Regions from separate parts of the Triticum aestivum genome. Here region 1 is linked to region 2. The links are chromatin contacts, called in public Hi-C maps. All regions are on one chromosome and are shown on one strand. The core of a region is the stretch at or near the end of the contact, and the rest is flanking DNA. Distances in the headings are between cores, read along the strand shown. Region 1 has its middle 210 kb from the start of LOC123078624. Region 2 holds the start of LOC123125020 (salt tolerance receptor-like cytoplasmic kinase 1).

Region 1 (3,662 bases), core at 891-3,390, 530 kb before region 2:
CTAGTAGCGTACTGATAAACTTATCCAGGGGATCATCATGCCACTTGAAGTACCCACAGTCATATCCCTATTCAAAAAATTGTGCAATTTTGTCAAAAGAATCACGCAAAGACTATAACTTTGCTGCTCAACGAAACAACAAACAGAAACGGCGGGCACAGATCTAGTTACCAGAGATTGGCTGCAGTTGTAGTATCGACGACCGGGGTTGGCAATGCTCCACGAAATCCACCTCGGAGCCTTGACTTTGCAGTGGCACACCTTCTCGGGCGAGTACGCCATCGGTGGCTCCCGATATGGCACTGGCGACTGCCCTGAGAAGGCCATGGACCGCGGCGACCGATGACTGCTTGACGAGCTAGCAGACGCCATGGACTGCGGCGAGCGAGGGGACGGCGATGGGGCGGCGAGGGGGCGGCGAGGGGACGGCGAGGGGACGACGATGGGGCGGCGAGGGGACGGCGATGGGGCGGCGAGGGGGCGGCGAGGGGGCGACAAAGGGGACGGCGACAGAGTGCTTCGCGGCGAGGGAGCGGATTGCAATTAAAAATTGGGGAAAGTTGCATCTGCCAAGTCAGCACTGTCCAGTCAGCAAGGAGACTAGTCAAAACCACCTAAATCTGGTGCAAAACCACCATGGGGGAGAATTGGTCCGGTTTTAGAGAGTTTAGGGGCTGATTGATTCGGTTTTAGACTTTGGGGGGAAATCGGTTGATTTGAGAGGGAAAACGATACTTTCCTCTTCCTGTAAAAACTGGCGAAAAAAGGGTGACCAGCAAAGGAATCGAACACTCGCCCTTTCGGCTGCTAGCGCTACGCTCTAGCCATACGGCCATCCAACATTTCACGTAAGTTTCTTTACTTTTCTCCTTTACTGCATTCCTCACTTCGATTTTTTTCTTTTTCCGATCCTTTTCTGTTTTCTTTAATGCACGGGTTTTAAAGATTCATAAATTATTTTTTTTCTAAATTGACGAACTTCATTTCATATTCGATGAACTTTTTTCAAAAGAGTTGAATTTTTTTAAAAATCGATATATTTTTTTGAAATTTGATGAACTTTTACCAAATTGGATGAATTTTGATGAACTTTTTTCAAATCCGACGAACTGTTTTTCAAATTTGATGAAATTTATCCAAATTCGATGAACTTTTTTTCAAATCCGATGAACTATTTTTTCAAATTCGATGAACTTTTTCCAAATTTGATGAACTTTTTTTCAAATCTGATGAACTTTATTTCAAATTTGATGATTTTTTTTGAAATTGGATGAACTATTTTTTCAAAATCGATGAACTTTTTCCAAATTTGATGCACTTTTTTTCAAATCGGATGAACTTTTTTCAAATTTGATGAACTTTTTTTGAAATCGGATGTACTATTTTTTCAAATTTCATGAACTTTTTCCAAATTCGATGAACTTTTTTCAAATTTAATGAACTTTTTTCAAATCCGATGATTTTGTTTCAAAATCAATGATTTTTTTTCCAGATTCATGAACTTTTTCTCAGATTCGATGAACCTTTTCCAGTTTTGATGAACTTTTCTCAAATTTGATGAACATTATTTTTCAGATTCAATGAACTTTCTTCAAATTTGATGAATTTTAAAAAACTCAATGTTTTTAAAAAAACTCGTGCATTTTGAAAAAAATTTCTTTGATTTTTTTCAAAAGGTGCACATATTTAGCAAAAAAGAAAAGAAAGAAGGCGAACAAAACCGATACATAAAAACAGAAAAAAAAACAGTTTGCGGGAGTCTGGGGTTCGCGACCTACGGGAAGAATGAAAGGAAGCAGACGAAAATTATAAGCATTGGTCGTTCCATGGCGTAATGGTTGGTGCAACCGTGAATGGTTCGTGAGGTCCAGTGTTTGAGTCTTGTTACTCGCTTATTCTTTTTGCAGTTTCTGGTAGAAAGGAAAAAGACAAATGGGCCGGCCCGTTTCGCGCCCCTGCGAGCGCCAGCTTCTCTAATCGGCGCTAACAGCGCCGACTAGGAGCTCCCATAGACGAGAAGCGAGAATAGTTCTCGCGCTCAATCCAGCGGACTCACACAATCGTCTGTCACCGGGCCGCCTGTAAAACCACGCTTCCGGGCCGTGGACGGCCCGTGCAGCACGAAAACCAGTTCCACCACGGCGTGCCAGCAGGAGGCCTAATATGCGCCGCTCTTTGCGTCCGATTTGCACGCGCCGCACAGGTACAGCCCCCCGAATGGGCCGGCCCATCGTCGCGACGAAACAACAAAAAGATCACCTAAAATTATAATGCGGAGCGGGGGATCGAACCCTGCAACCTGGAGCTAGTATACTCTTGTCACTAACCAGACAAGCTAACTAGCTCCTTTGGTCATATGTAACGCGGGTACTTTAAAAGATCATCTACTACATATCTAACACCCTCACCTAGAAACCTTAAACATTGGATATGTTCAAAAATTCAAAAATTCAGAAATTGTTTGCGTTTGCTGAAAATGCTAGAAGAAAAACTAAAAAACTTGAACAAAGTTTTAATAAAATGAACACTTTTTAAATTCCCGAACATTTTTTGAATTTAGAGAACAAAATTTTGTACGCGAACATTATGTTTGAGAAAAAAGTGGAGGTCGTATGAAATATGTGAACATTCTTTAAAACTCCCGAACAAAATTTGAAATATGTGAACAAATTTTTGAAATGGGAACATTTTACGAAACTCACGAACAAAAATTTCAAACATGAACATTTTTTGAAAAATGCGAACTAAATTTGAAATAGGAACATTCATTGAAACTCACAAACAAAAATTGAAAAAATGAACATTTTTCTTAATTTGTGAACAAATTTTGCATAGTTGTGAAATTGTTAAAAAACATAAAAAAAAGAAACAGAAACTAAAAAAAGAAAAGAGAAACAAAATTTGAAGATGAGAACATTTTTTGAACTTTGAACAACTTTTTGAAAGCATGAACATTTTTTCAAGTCAGGAACAAAAATTGAAAATGAGAACATTTTGTGAAGTTTTGAACAATTTTTTTGAAAGGATGAACAAAATTTGAAAATCAAAACATTTTGTGAAGTTTTGAACAATTTTTTGAAAGCATGAACAAAATTTGAAAAATGAGAACAATTTGTGAAGTTTTGAACAGTTGTGAGCAACACAAAAAAACTTGAAAAAAATAAAATAACTTTGAAAACAGAAAAATGAAAAAATGAAAAAATGAAAAAGAAACAGAAAACAGGAAAAAAAAGAAACATAAAAAACGAAAAAAGATAAAAAAGAAAAAAGAAAAAGAAAAAAGAAAATTAAAACAAAAACGAAAAAGAAACAGTAAAAAAAAGAAACAAAAAAGGGTAAAAGGGGAAATTAAAAAAAAACGGTTCAGGAACCTTCTAGAAGGTTCCCGAAAGCAGAAAAACCGGCTGGGAACCACCTAGAAGATTCCCAAAACCGGATTCGCTTTAACGTTGCCCATCCTAACGCGCTCGTCGATCTGCCTATGCATCCGGTAGACTACTTGCCGCAAAGAGCGGCAAATAGGAAATTCCTACCAGCAGCACGCTGCAACTCTCCCGGCGCGCGGCCGGCGAGGGCCTTGCATCCGCGGCGAAGGGGAGCTAGAAGGAGGACGCGCGCTTCTTCTCGTTCCTCCCTCACCGGCGGCGGCCGTCCCATTCGAT
Region 2 (3,968 bases), core at 780-3,279:
CGTACACGCGCCCATACAGGCATGCATGCATGCCGAGTTCAGTGAACGCGAGCGCGGAGTTCATGTGAAGATGCGATGCGGTTTCAGGAATCCGATGCGTGCATGCGTGCATTCCCCCTGCACAATCGCGTTTAATTACTACCACTGCACAGCAGCGCAGCTTTTCTGCTCCCAGATTCGAGCTAGAAGTACGCATACGTACACAGCCAAGGCGTAGCCGCAATAGGCTGCACCAAGCTTGAAGTTTGTTTTCGAAATCGAACGTAAAAGGGACCGTCGCTTGCTGTGTCTGTTGCTTGTACAGTTGTACTACCACGTAACTACACCACCCATTGGATTCAGACTTGGGCGACGGAGACAGACTGAAGCGCCAGCATAACTAATAACTGTCCATTTGGCCAGGATTGCAAGCGCGAACGTTGCTTCTGCGGAGACGCAAACCTTCAGTTTGCACTTCCACTTCCCGCATCGAGCGTAGGTATGTACACGGCCACAAGCACGCGGGAAGCCACTTCCCGCATCACCAACTTAGGCCTCTTTTGGTTCATAGGATAGGATTATCGTAGGAATAGGAATCTTGTAGAAAATGAGATGACATGTATCTCAAATCCTATGAGTAGGAATAGGAAACAAGATGTCATTTGGTTGACACCAAAGGAATTTTTCTATTGAGTCTAGGCTCATTCTTATTTTTCTATGAAATGTGGAGGATAGGAACCAATCCTATATAGGAATAGGAATCCATTCCTATGAACCAAAGGGCTCTAAAGAAAAAATCCTATAAGAATCCTATCCTCTAGAATTCCTATGAAATTCCTTCAAACCAAAGGAGGCCTTAACTTGCGTCTTGCGATGATGATTCAGCGCAAGACCTGCGCGAAACGAGACACTGCTTAATCCCGAGTGAATCATTGCAAGCAACCAAAAGCACATTTATCATGACGACTCTCTGCGCTCGTCTTCGTCTCGGTTCATCGTTCGCTCTCGTTGCGCGTGGCCTTGACCACCGTCTTCTGTTCTACGGTGTGTGGTGCCGCTAATGTACATCGCACCAAACCTAAGCCAAAGTCCGGCACACGTCTCGGCTCCGACACCTTTACGACGCAGGAAGCTTCTCGGGGGGAAAATACACAACAGCGAGCAATTATACCGCGCAAGACATGTTTCCCTCCCAATTCATGTCACCTAACAAAACTGGTTGCAGAAAAGGGGATCCTAATTTTGAGATTAAGGCAATTAGTATCTACATTTTCTTGATAAAAAACATTTTCATTCAACCACTATATTCGAGGTGATAAAGCTGCACCGAGCAAATGCCGTCTCTGCATAGCATGATGCACACACCCAACACTTCCAACACAACCAAAAAGAAAATGTCATTTTACTGCGATAATACGAAAAAAGCCCAGACTCTCCTATTTGATCTTGATCAGGGCTGGGCAACCACAAATGTAAATGGCACGATGAAGCCTTTTCTAGAGACAAGCATCATCAGGTGTACCTTACTACCAAGTCATATCAGTGGTAGTAGTTGCGAGACATCCTGGATCTTGGAGGAGCCATAACCGTTGAGGGTAGGGAGGCTCGGCTCGCGCATAATTGGCGTTTCAGCTGTAATCTAACACGCCAATAATCCGTTTTCAAGCTAAAGCTGCACGCAAATTCGCATGTTATCGTCCATGTGTTGATCCAATTATTTCGCCCCGAAAAGGACCATTATTCCCGTCCGGTGTAATCTATTGGAGCTCCAGGGACGAGGGAGGGTGAGCCCATGACAGATTTTGTGTACTATTAATATTTATTTTCTTTCTGGATGGAAGGTTATGATGGATGGTGGTCAGTGAGTGAGTAAGGTGGGCCCGGGTGCCAGCCACGGCGAGATGGTTCTGGTTCTACACTTGCTATTCCTACCCCTGGCTGCATAATGATCTGCTAATGTTGGCACTTCACAGTTCACACCCCCACCAAATCTGAATTCCCCGCACCCACCTATATATAAGCCTCTCTACTCCACACCAAGTACACCCGTTCTCTCCACAATACACAGAGGAAGCCAGAACCCCAAGGCCGTCCAAGTCTTCCTCCCTCTCTCGGCTCGGCTCTGCTCTTCCCGTCTCGTGTCTGTGTGTTTGCGAGAAATAGAAACCGGCGAGGATCGATGGGCCAGAGGTTCAGGTTCTTCTGCTGCGGCTGCGGGGCCAATGCGGCCGACGGCGACATAGAGGTCGACGACGAGTCGGAGTGCGGCGGGAGCAAAGGGGGCGAGGAGGTCGGGACGCGGCAGCTGTCGTGGGCGCAGGTGGAGAGGATGACGGGCGGGTTCACCTCCGCCGTGGTCGGCGAGGGCGGGTTCAGCACCGTCTACCTCGCGCGCCTCTCCGGCGCCCTCGCCGCCGTCAAGGTCCACCGCAGCAGCGAGCGCATCCACCGCGTCTTCCGCCAGGAGCTCGAGACGCTCCTCCGCATCCGCCACCCGCACATCGTCCGCCTCCTCGGCTTCTGCGAGCAGCAAGGTGCGTGCTTTATTCCGTCGCCCGCGCTGGCCCGGCTCCGGCATTCATTTCTCTGCTCTGTGCCGCGTTTCGCGCCGTCGTGCTGAAGCTGAATTGTTTGTGGATTTGGTCGATGCAGATGAGGGCGTGCTGGTGCTGGAGTTCGCGGCGAACGGAAACCTGTACGAGAAGCTCCACGGCGGCGGCAAGGCCGCGGGGGCGATGCCGTGGTCGCGGCGGGTGTCGGTGGCACTACAGGTGGCGCAGGCGCTCGAGTACCTGCACGAGCGGTGCGAGCCGCAGGTGGTGCACGGCGACGTGAAGGCGTCGAACGTGCTCCTGGACGCGTCCATGTCCGCCAAGCTCTGCGACTTCGGGTCGGCGCGGATGGGGTTCTCCGCGGCCGTCCGCCCGCGGTCGTCGGCGCACACCATGCTCGGCTCCCCGGGCTACGTCGACCCGCACTACATCCGCTCCGGCGTGGTCACCAAGAAGACGGACGTGTACAGCTTCGGGGTGCTGCTCCTGGAGCTCCTGACCGGCATAGAGGCCTTCTGCCCCGTGGAGGGCCGGCTGCTGACGGCCGTCCTCGCCCCGCGGCTCAAGGCCGCCTGCGACGCGCGGATGCTGGTCGACGAGCGGCTCGGGAGCGCGTACGACGCGGGCGAGGCATCCGCCGTGGCCGCGCTGGCGGCGTCGTGCGTGGGGCAGAACCCCAGCCTCCGCCCGTCCATGGGCGACGTGGTGCGCACGCTGGAGCAGAGCGCGCAGGGGTCCATCCTCGCCGCGGGGAGAGGATCGGACGGCCAGGGGAAGCTGTGATTCACGAGGACCGTAGGCGTTAGATCCGGATTGGCCAGCTGTAACCTGTGATGATGGTGTGAGCTGCACACATGGAGCCTCGGTACAGGCCGAGGGCGAACAAAGCGGTAGTAGTGGGCGAGCATATCGAAAAGCCATCGAAAGAAAAGGCGTGGGGAAAAAGAGTCGATTTGGAAGAGAAAAAGGGTAGGGTTTGTGCTGATGGGGAATTTCGATGACATTACATGCCAAAGTGGCAGTGATTTGGGTGTGTGTGAGAGAGAGGAAAAAGACTAAAACAAACTGGGGTCGTCCATTCTGCGATTCTAAAGATTTTGGTGATTGTTTGGTTGGTTTGTAAGAAGTACATTGAGTGTTCTTGCTGCTGTTCAAAGTTCGTTCGTTTTGTTTGTGGTTCGAGCAAGTCACCGGGCTTCTACCTGTGACGGGTTTGACAGCCTTTCTCTCCGTAATATACAATTGTTGTGCTGCCGTGCGAATTTATTAGGGCATGTACAATGCATAGCCTTAACGTGATGTCTCGCATGCCATGTAGGATCGGATATGACGTAAAGTAGGTTCGGATAGGGAAGCGGGATCCTTTTCAGGAGGTGGGTGCTTAAAAAGAAAAAATGTGGTCCTGTGACATAAGCTGAAAAAGTTGGAGTGAAAAGT

The links. Hi-C and Micro-C count contacts between places; a contact is called where the count stands out from the background.
Region 1: a Hi-C map of leaf shows a contact between it and region 2, with 7 times the contacts expected there. The contact joins the enhancer-like site here to the promoter of LOC123125020 in region 2. A contact is called at or near these places in 2 of 5 Hi-C or Micro-C datasets (both in leaf) and 1 of 1 datasets of contacts at active chromatin or transcription factors (leaf).

The regions. Positions count from the first base shown.
Region 1 is chr1B:371,557,444-371,561,105 of IWGSC CS RefSeq v2.1, reverse strand. No RefSeq gene overlaps it. Among protein-coding and RNA genes, the nearest start is that of LOC123078624, 210 kb to the left of the region's middle. Within about 2 kb of position 2,140, at least 8 of the 8 cell types and tissues checked have an H3K27ac peak or open chromatin away from gene starts, as enhancers often do. A contact at or near this core is called in leaf, where this site is marked.
Region 2 is chr1B:371,023,429-371,027,396 of IWGSC CS RefSeq v2.1, reverse strand. It overlaps LOC123125020 (salt tolerance receptor-like cytoplasmic kinase 1), which reads left to right and starts at 2,029. Exons shown (of 2, transcript XM_044545567.1): 1 at 2,029-2,513; 2 at 2,632-3,687. The coding sequence starts at 2,159. The coding sequence ends at 3,314.